Regions from separate parts of the Sus scrofa genome. Here region 1 is linked to region 2. A link is a contact called in public Hi-C data. All regions are on one chromosome and are shown on one strand. The core of a region is the stretch at or near the end of the contact, and the rest is flanking DNA. Distances in the headings are between cores, read along the strand shown. Region 1 overlaps TCTEX1D1 (Tctex1 domain containing 1). Region 2 holds the start of MIER1 (mesoderm induction early response protein 1).

Region 1 (3,486 bases), core at 81-2,580, 120 kb before region 2:
TACTTGTACTTGTTATGGGCTAAATTATGCATCCCACACCCCCTGCCAAATTCATATGCTGAAGTCCTAATCCCCAGTATCGCAGAATGTGAAACAGGGTCTTTAAGAGAGGTGGTTAAGTTTTAAATGAGTTCATCAAGGTGGCCCCTAATCCAATATGACTGGTGTCCTTATAAGAAAAGGAAACTGGGACACAAACAGGGAAGAGACAGCCATCTGCAAGCCGAGGAGAGAGGCCAGGAAAAGATCCTTTTTTCACAGCTCTCAGAAGGAATCCGTTCCTCCAGAACTGTCAGGCAGTTCATTGCTGTTGTTTAAGCCCCTCGGTCCACGGTACTTGGCTCTGACAGCCCTGGCTAGCTAATGCAATTCAGTTGATCCTTCGACAACCGGAGTTTGAAATGCATGGGTTCACTTATAACAGGTGGGGGTTTTGTTTCAAAACCGTGGATGTGGAATCAAGGATAGAGAAGAAATTCAACCCAGATCCTGAGAGCTGACCAGAATTTATGCTGCATTTTCCACTGCAAAAGAGGGTCGGCACTCCTAACCCCCCAGGGGCAACTGTGTAGTTAAAGGAGTGAATGGAATAGCATCAACTTAGTGAGTGGAACAGGGCGACTCAGAAGACGGGCTGGGGTCAAGTTCCAGCTTGAGCACATCCAAGCTGCTGATCTTGCATAAGTTAGTAAGCCTTCTATGCTTCAGTTTCTTCTTCAAAATAAGGTTAAAATAGTAAATGTCACTTCCAGGTGCGATGGGAATTTATTACAGCCATACATGGAAGCACCTGGAATGGTTCTCAGCACACCTAAGTACAGAGCAAGGACTGATTGTTATTCTTACATAGAATTCTGATATCCAAGCAGACCTGAGTTTGAATCCCTGATCTTCTGTTAACTAGCTACTATGTAATATTCTTTGAGTCTTAACATATTATCTACAAAATAAGAATAATAATGACTTCATCACAGTGCCATGTCTTTTGTTCACTGAACACAATGTTTGTTGCCTGGGTTACAGGCATTGTGCCAGGTGCTAAAGATACAGTGGTGAACAAAATAGACTGTCCTAGAACTCCTGATATTGCTCCTGTCAAGGTCATAATGACTTTCCCATTGCTCATGCAGCAGTCAGTCCTCAGTTCTCCTCTTCTTTGACCTCTCTGCATCTGACACCCTCCACCACTCCTTCCTCCTGGAAAGACTGTCTGCCCTTGGGCTTCAGGACACACGGTCTCCTGTTTTCCTTCTTTATACCTGGCCAGTCCCTCTTTCCCAATCTTCTTCACTGGTCCCTCCTCTTCTTCCCAGTTTCCTAATGTAGGAGTGCGTCAGGGAGCCGTCCTTTGTCCCCTTCTTCTCTTGTCCTGTGCTTCTCTCCTCGGGAATCTTGTCCAGTCTAGTGATTGAGACGTGGTGTTATGCCCCCCAATTTACATCTGCAGCCCAACCATCGCTCCCAAAGCCCAGACTCAAAGGTCTAATGGCTTCTCCTCCCCTCACTTCAGTAGACATCACAAACTCAACATGCTCACAACTTAACTCCATCTAACTACCTTCCTTCCCACTCATCAGGAGGTTCTGTCAATGTTTAAAATATACTCAGAATCCAGCTACTTAGGACGATCCCCTACTGGTACCTTCTCCACCTGGGTCACTGCCTTAGTCAGCCTGAGCTGCCATAGCAGAATACCACAGACTGAGGGGCTTTAACAATAGGAATTTATTTTCTCACAGCTCTGGAGGCTGGAATTCTGGAATCAGAGTGCCATATTGGTTAGGTTCTGGTGAGGGCCCGCTTCCTGATTTGCAGGCGGCCACCTTTTCACCATGTCTTCACATGATGGAGTCTCTTCCTCTTCACTTAACCTTAATCATCTCTTTAATTTTTTTTTTATTTTTTTATTTTTTATTTGTCTTTTGCCTTTTCTAGGGCCGCTCCCGCAGCATATGGAGGTTCCCAGGCTAGGGGTCTAATCTGAGCTGTAGCCACCAGTCTAAGCCAGAGCCACAGCAATGTGGGATCCGAGCTGTGTCTGCAACCTACACCACAGCTCACGGCAACGCTGGATCCTTAACGCACTGAGGGAGGCCAGGGATTGAACCCGAAACCTCATGGTTCCTAGTCGGATTCGTTAACCATTGCGCCACAGTGGGAACTCCCTAATCATCTCTTTAAAGGCCCTATCTCTAATACACACACAGGGGCAGGTGGGAAGGGAGGGTGTGAAGGCTTCAGCCCATGGATTTGGGAGAGATGTAGTTTCCTGTATAGCAGTTACTATCATCACTTGCGTGGATTACTATAAAAGCTTTCTAATTGGGCTTCCTATTTTTACACAGGCCGGCCTATAGTCTATTCTCAGCACAGCATTCGGAGTTATCGTCGTAACATATAAAGTAGAGCTTGCTATTCCTCTGCTCAAAACTCTATAAAGGCTCCTGCTCTATCAGAATAAAAGCCAAGGTTTTAAAATGGCCCACAAAGCCCTACATGGGCTTACTGCCTGACACCCTGGTACCTTCATCGTCTTCCACCCTTGGCTTGCTCCCTCTGGCCTCTATGCACTTCTTCAAAAATACCAGACAGGAGTTCCCGTCGTGGCACAGTGGTTAACAAATCTGACTAGGAACCATGAGGTTGCAGGTTCAATCCCTGGCCTCCCTCAGTGGGTTAAGGACCCAGCGTTGCCATGAGCTGTGGTGTAGGTTGCTGATGCAGCTCGGATCCCGCATTGCTGTGGCTCTGGCATAGGCTGGTGGCTACAGCTCAGATTAGACCCCTCGCCTGGGAACCTCCATATGCCGCAGAAGCAGCCCTAGAAAAGGCAAAAAGGCAAAAAGGCAAAAAAAAAAAAAAAAAAAAAAAAAAACACCAGACGGCCTCCTGCCTCAAAGCCTATGCTCCTGCTTCTCGCTTCTCTCTCCCCTCACCACACTCTTCCTTCATCCACATGGCTCATTTCCTTACCTCCTCCAACTCTTTGCTCAGGGAGATCTATCTTGATCATTCTATTTAAAATTGCAAACAGCCCCCCTCCACTTCCAAGCTCCCTTAACCAAGCCCTTCTTTTCCTTGTAGCACTTAGCCCCTTCTAACGTAATATATAATTTACTTGTTTAGTATTTTATTGTCTCCTTTCTGTCTCTTCTCACTATGTTCCTTGAAGGCAGAGATCTTGGTTTGGGGTTTTTTGTTTATTTTCATTTTTGTATCCCAAAGACCTAGAATAGTGCTTGGCACATAGCAATCACTCAATAAATATTTTTGATGGAACAGTAAATAATTATTGTTTTATACTAATTCCTGGACAAGCAAGTTCTTTTGCTCATATTTCAAATAGGTTAGATTCACAGGTCCATGTATGTGTTTAGTCCAGGGTGACTAAGGGCTTTCCTCTTGCAGACATAAGACTCATTTACAGCAAATAGAAAAATGTTGGTTCAGGTTTTGAAAACAAAGTATACTTTAACCTTTTTTATC
Region 2 (3,553 bases), core at 61-2,560:
TTTTCGTGGAAAAGCCTACAGATAAACTTGTAAAGCATCAGTATACAGGTAATTCTGAAAGGCAAAAAACAATAGTGCGGAAAAGAGGTTTAAACACTGATCCCAGCAACACTCCCACATTTAGGTATGGACGAGATGAGGTACCAGCAGAGTATTTTGAAAAGAGGTAGACATAAACCAAGGGGACAATTAAGGAGGGGTGGTGTTCCAGAAACCCAATTATGTGATTCGAAACTCAAGAAGTGATAAACTAGATGAAAACTGCTAATGAATGTGTTAGAAAAGAAACTGAGAAATGTCCAGTTGGATAGCTGGAGAGCTATTGCTTACCTTCACAAAAGCTATTTGTGTGTGTGTGAGAGAGAGAAGTGGTAGGATGGACAAAGACCTGAGTACCATATTCAAGAGAGAACGCAAGGTTCTCTTCCAAGTTCATTCAACAAGTTCTGCTAAAGAAAGACAGCTGGAAGAGACTGGAGAGCAGAGTCACAGAAGGCTTGAAAAGAGAGAACAAAAGTGGTCTGGAAGCATGGAAGGGCCGAGGAATTAGGAAACTTTAGTGGGGCTGCTAGACTAAGGGACCATATAAGTTTAAATGTGAGACAAATCGCCAGAGCTGTCTGCTTTTCTCCAGCCTCTCATCCACTGCTGCAGAACAACAGAACGTTGTGAGCTGGAATGAGTTTTAAGGGAGGATGGTATGAGGAGGAGGCAGGAAAAAACCTCGACTACAGCGCATAGCAATGTACAGTCTGATGAGTCATAGAAGTTGAGAGGATTGAACATCTCGGCACAATTTGAAGGCAAAAGGCTTGAGACTGCAGACCGAAAACAAAACAAAAAAACAGGAGTACTAGGACGAAAGGTAGTTCTAAACAAACTAGGTTCTTTTCTAAGAGAGCAAGCACAGCAGTAGAGGTTTAGAAAAGGATGTATTAGGTCAAGGAAGGAAACACTGCCGCCTAGGAGCTTCCAAGACTGCTGATTGAACACAGATGCAGTAAAAGGCTCTGAAAGGGCTCTCTCCGGGATCAGGCGGGATGGACTAAAGTTTCAGCGCCGGAACTTACACCCCGAGATTCTGCTGCTTGCGGCTGTTTACCGGAGAGATGGGCATGGCGGCGACCGGATGGGAGTGGTCGACCACCCCCTTCCTTGGCTGCTTCTGGAGACCCAGTATCCCAACCCTCGGCGTTAGCGGCTCCAGCTGAGGCACGGGAATGTTTGCCGGGCGTCATGGAGACAGTGGAGCCCTGGCTCAACAAGCGGCCGCGCGGTTGGCTGGCGGCTAGAGGCCCAGGAGGAGGGCGGAGGCGAAGGGGAGGGCAGAGGGTTGGCGGAGCAAGAGGAAGCTCCGGCCGACGACTAGAAGAAGGAGGCGGGCGGCCCGGGCCCCAGGCCCCTCCCAGGCTCTGAGTCTCCCCGGCTGCAGGCGGATGGATGGGGCTTCTTCAGGCGGTGGCGGCAGCAGCGAAGGTGGCGGTGGCAGCAGCGGCAGCGGCTGTAAGTGCAGCCTCCATAAACCATCTATCCTCTCCTAGTCCTATTTGGGATGAAGGGCTCTCCAAGTGTCCCCGGTACCCTTTTTCTCCTTCCCCTCCCCCACCGCACTGTATCGCCCGGAAGATCCTTAACTTCCGGGGAGGGGCTGAGAGATCAAGCCCTTCTTGCTCCCCCTCCCGAAGTGGCGCCGGCCACCCAGGGCGCATGCGCAGCGCCTCTCCGCCGCCCACCCCTTCCCAGCCGGGTCTTTTGCTTTGGCGGTGGTGGCTGCAGCGCCGGTCTTCCCCAGCATCCGCGGCGCGCTGGGAATCCGCTGCGGAGTGAGTTCGCCTCGCCCTGTCGGCTTCCGCCCCTTTCTTCAGTCTGATCCCGAACCTGGTCGGGGTGGGGCCAAGCTGATGGTGCCCGTGGCTCCGCCTCTTTGCCTCTGTATCACGGATTCGATCCCACTGCAGCCCTTGGGCGAACCGGCCCTTTTCAGAGGGAGTGAGGGAGGGAAGAGAGGCTCGAAGAAGGCGTTATTGTAAGGGAGTGAGGTCCTCGCAGCCCCACCCTGGAGACAGATGCCTCCCCCGCCTTTGAATGGCCTTGTTCTTTCAGCTTTTGGTGGAAAGATCTCTGGCCTGGAGCCCATCGCTAGTCTTCGCTATGTGACCTTGGGCGAGTCATTATCCACCTCTGGGCCCCATTTATCCCCAAAGCTTCCTCCAACGCTAAAACTCTTAATTTTGCAGAAAAGCTTATGCAATTACAAGACTGGCCCCTCCACTGAGGCCGCTTAGCTGAGACCACCCGGAGTTGAGTGAACCTTTCTTCAGTCATGGGTGGAATAAGGCGACCTATTTTTGGGGTCGCTTTTATTTCATTACCATCAGTTACAGACTGCATGACCCAAGGCTCATTAATGTTTTTCTAAAATTGTCGTGGGATTCCTGTCCCAATTCTTGACCGTGTTTTAAAAAATTAGAGACAGGGTGAATGGGGAGCTTGTGGTATCATCGTCTTTGGTCTCCTTACTACTGAGGCTCTCTTTCCTTTGATCCAGATGGTGTGGTGGCTCGATTCTCCCAGTGCCTGGCTGAGTTTCGGACGTGGTTAAGAACCAACTGGTTGAGGTTCAATGCAGACAAGACGGATGTGATGCTGGTAGGCAGGGGCACGCTTGGAGATTAAGGGAGGGAAAGTCCAAACTCCCTCAAGTAATATAAATGTTATATTACTCTTCTAGTGTATGAGAACGACTGATGGGCTAATAATTTCCAGAGTTTGGATGAGATAAAAATAACATGTCAAAAATATTAAAACTATTGAAATATCAGTTTGTGGTAATCTGATAAAGTGGAACCACTGGATACAATTCTTTATGTAAAAATTACGAAAAGAAAAACCAGAACTGTTCTTTGAAGAATCAAAAGGCTATATATATGTGTGTGTATTTGGAGTGGCATTAATAAAAATCAAACTAACAAAAAGATGATGCTGATTGTTGCATAGATGTGGGGCTTACAAATGTAATGCATTAATTACTACTTTGTAACCTACATTCTGCTTGCTAAAGTAAAGGTAAAATTCTCAATTTATCTAAAATCTCAGTTTAAAAATAGGTGACATCAACATTTAGGTATTCTCAACCAAATTCATAGTTATCCATAAATTTTTACCTGCACATCATGTGTAGGCTGTCACTTTTAAATAAAAATTTTAGGAAATAGTTTACAAAGTAATCTCAAAAGGGACTCGTGGACTCTGAAAATTGTTAGATACAGAATTTGATTTTAGAATTGTGAATGTGCTGTATTAATCTGTTTCATTTAAACAGTCTCAGAGTCTAAATTGTTACAGGTATTTTCTTGGTGCATTTTGAGAGGTACCTTTCTGAATTGCATAACGTGTTTTTATAGTATTGGTATACATTACTTATCTTTGAATCAAATATTGGTACCAAATTAAAGGTTATATTTCTTAGATGTATGTAAATTGCCAGGTTTAATTATTGGCTAGTTTGAGGTGCTGGTTGAAGTAAAATTGAGGCTTAACATGCTTTTGTTAA

The links. Hi-C and Micro-C count contacts between places; a contact is called where the count stands out from the background.
Region 1: a contact with region 2 is called in a Hi-C map of fibroblasts, with 5 times the contacts expected there. The contact joins the enhancer-like site here to the promoter of MIER1 in region 2. A contact is called at or near these places in 5 of 47 Hi-C or Micro-C datasets (embryonic fibroblasts, epiblast stem cells, fibroblasts and 1 more) and 2 of 2 datasets of contacts at active chromatin or transcription factors (alveolar macrophages and skeletal muscle).

What each region holds. Positions count from the first base shown.
Region 1 is chr6:145,800,270-145,803,755 of Sscrofa11.1, reverse strand. All of the region lies in intron 2 of TCTEX1D1 (Tctex1 domain containing 1), which reads left to right. Among named protein-coding and RNA genes, the nearest start is that of TCTEX1D1, 12 kb to the left of the region's middle. Within about 2 kb of position 1,330, at least 3 of the 83 cell types and tissues checked have an H3K27ac peak or open chromatin away from gene starts, as enhancers often do.
Region 2 is chr6:145,677,820-145,681,372 of Sscrofa11.1, reverse strand. MIER1 (mesoderm induction early response protein 1) reads left to right here and starts at 1,310. Exons shown (of 14, transcript XM_021096499.1): 1 at 1,310-1,503; 2 at 2,549-2,649. The coding sequence starts at 1,437. It overlaps WDR78 (WD repeat-containing protein 78), which reads right to left and starts at 1,238. Exons shown (of 19, transcript XM_021096495.1): 1 at 1,184-1,238; 2 at 1,134-1,181; 3 at 1,071-1,131. The coding sequence starts at 1,238.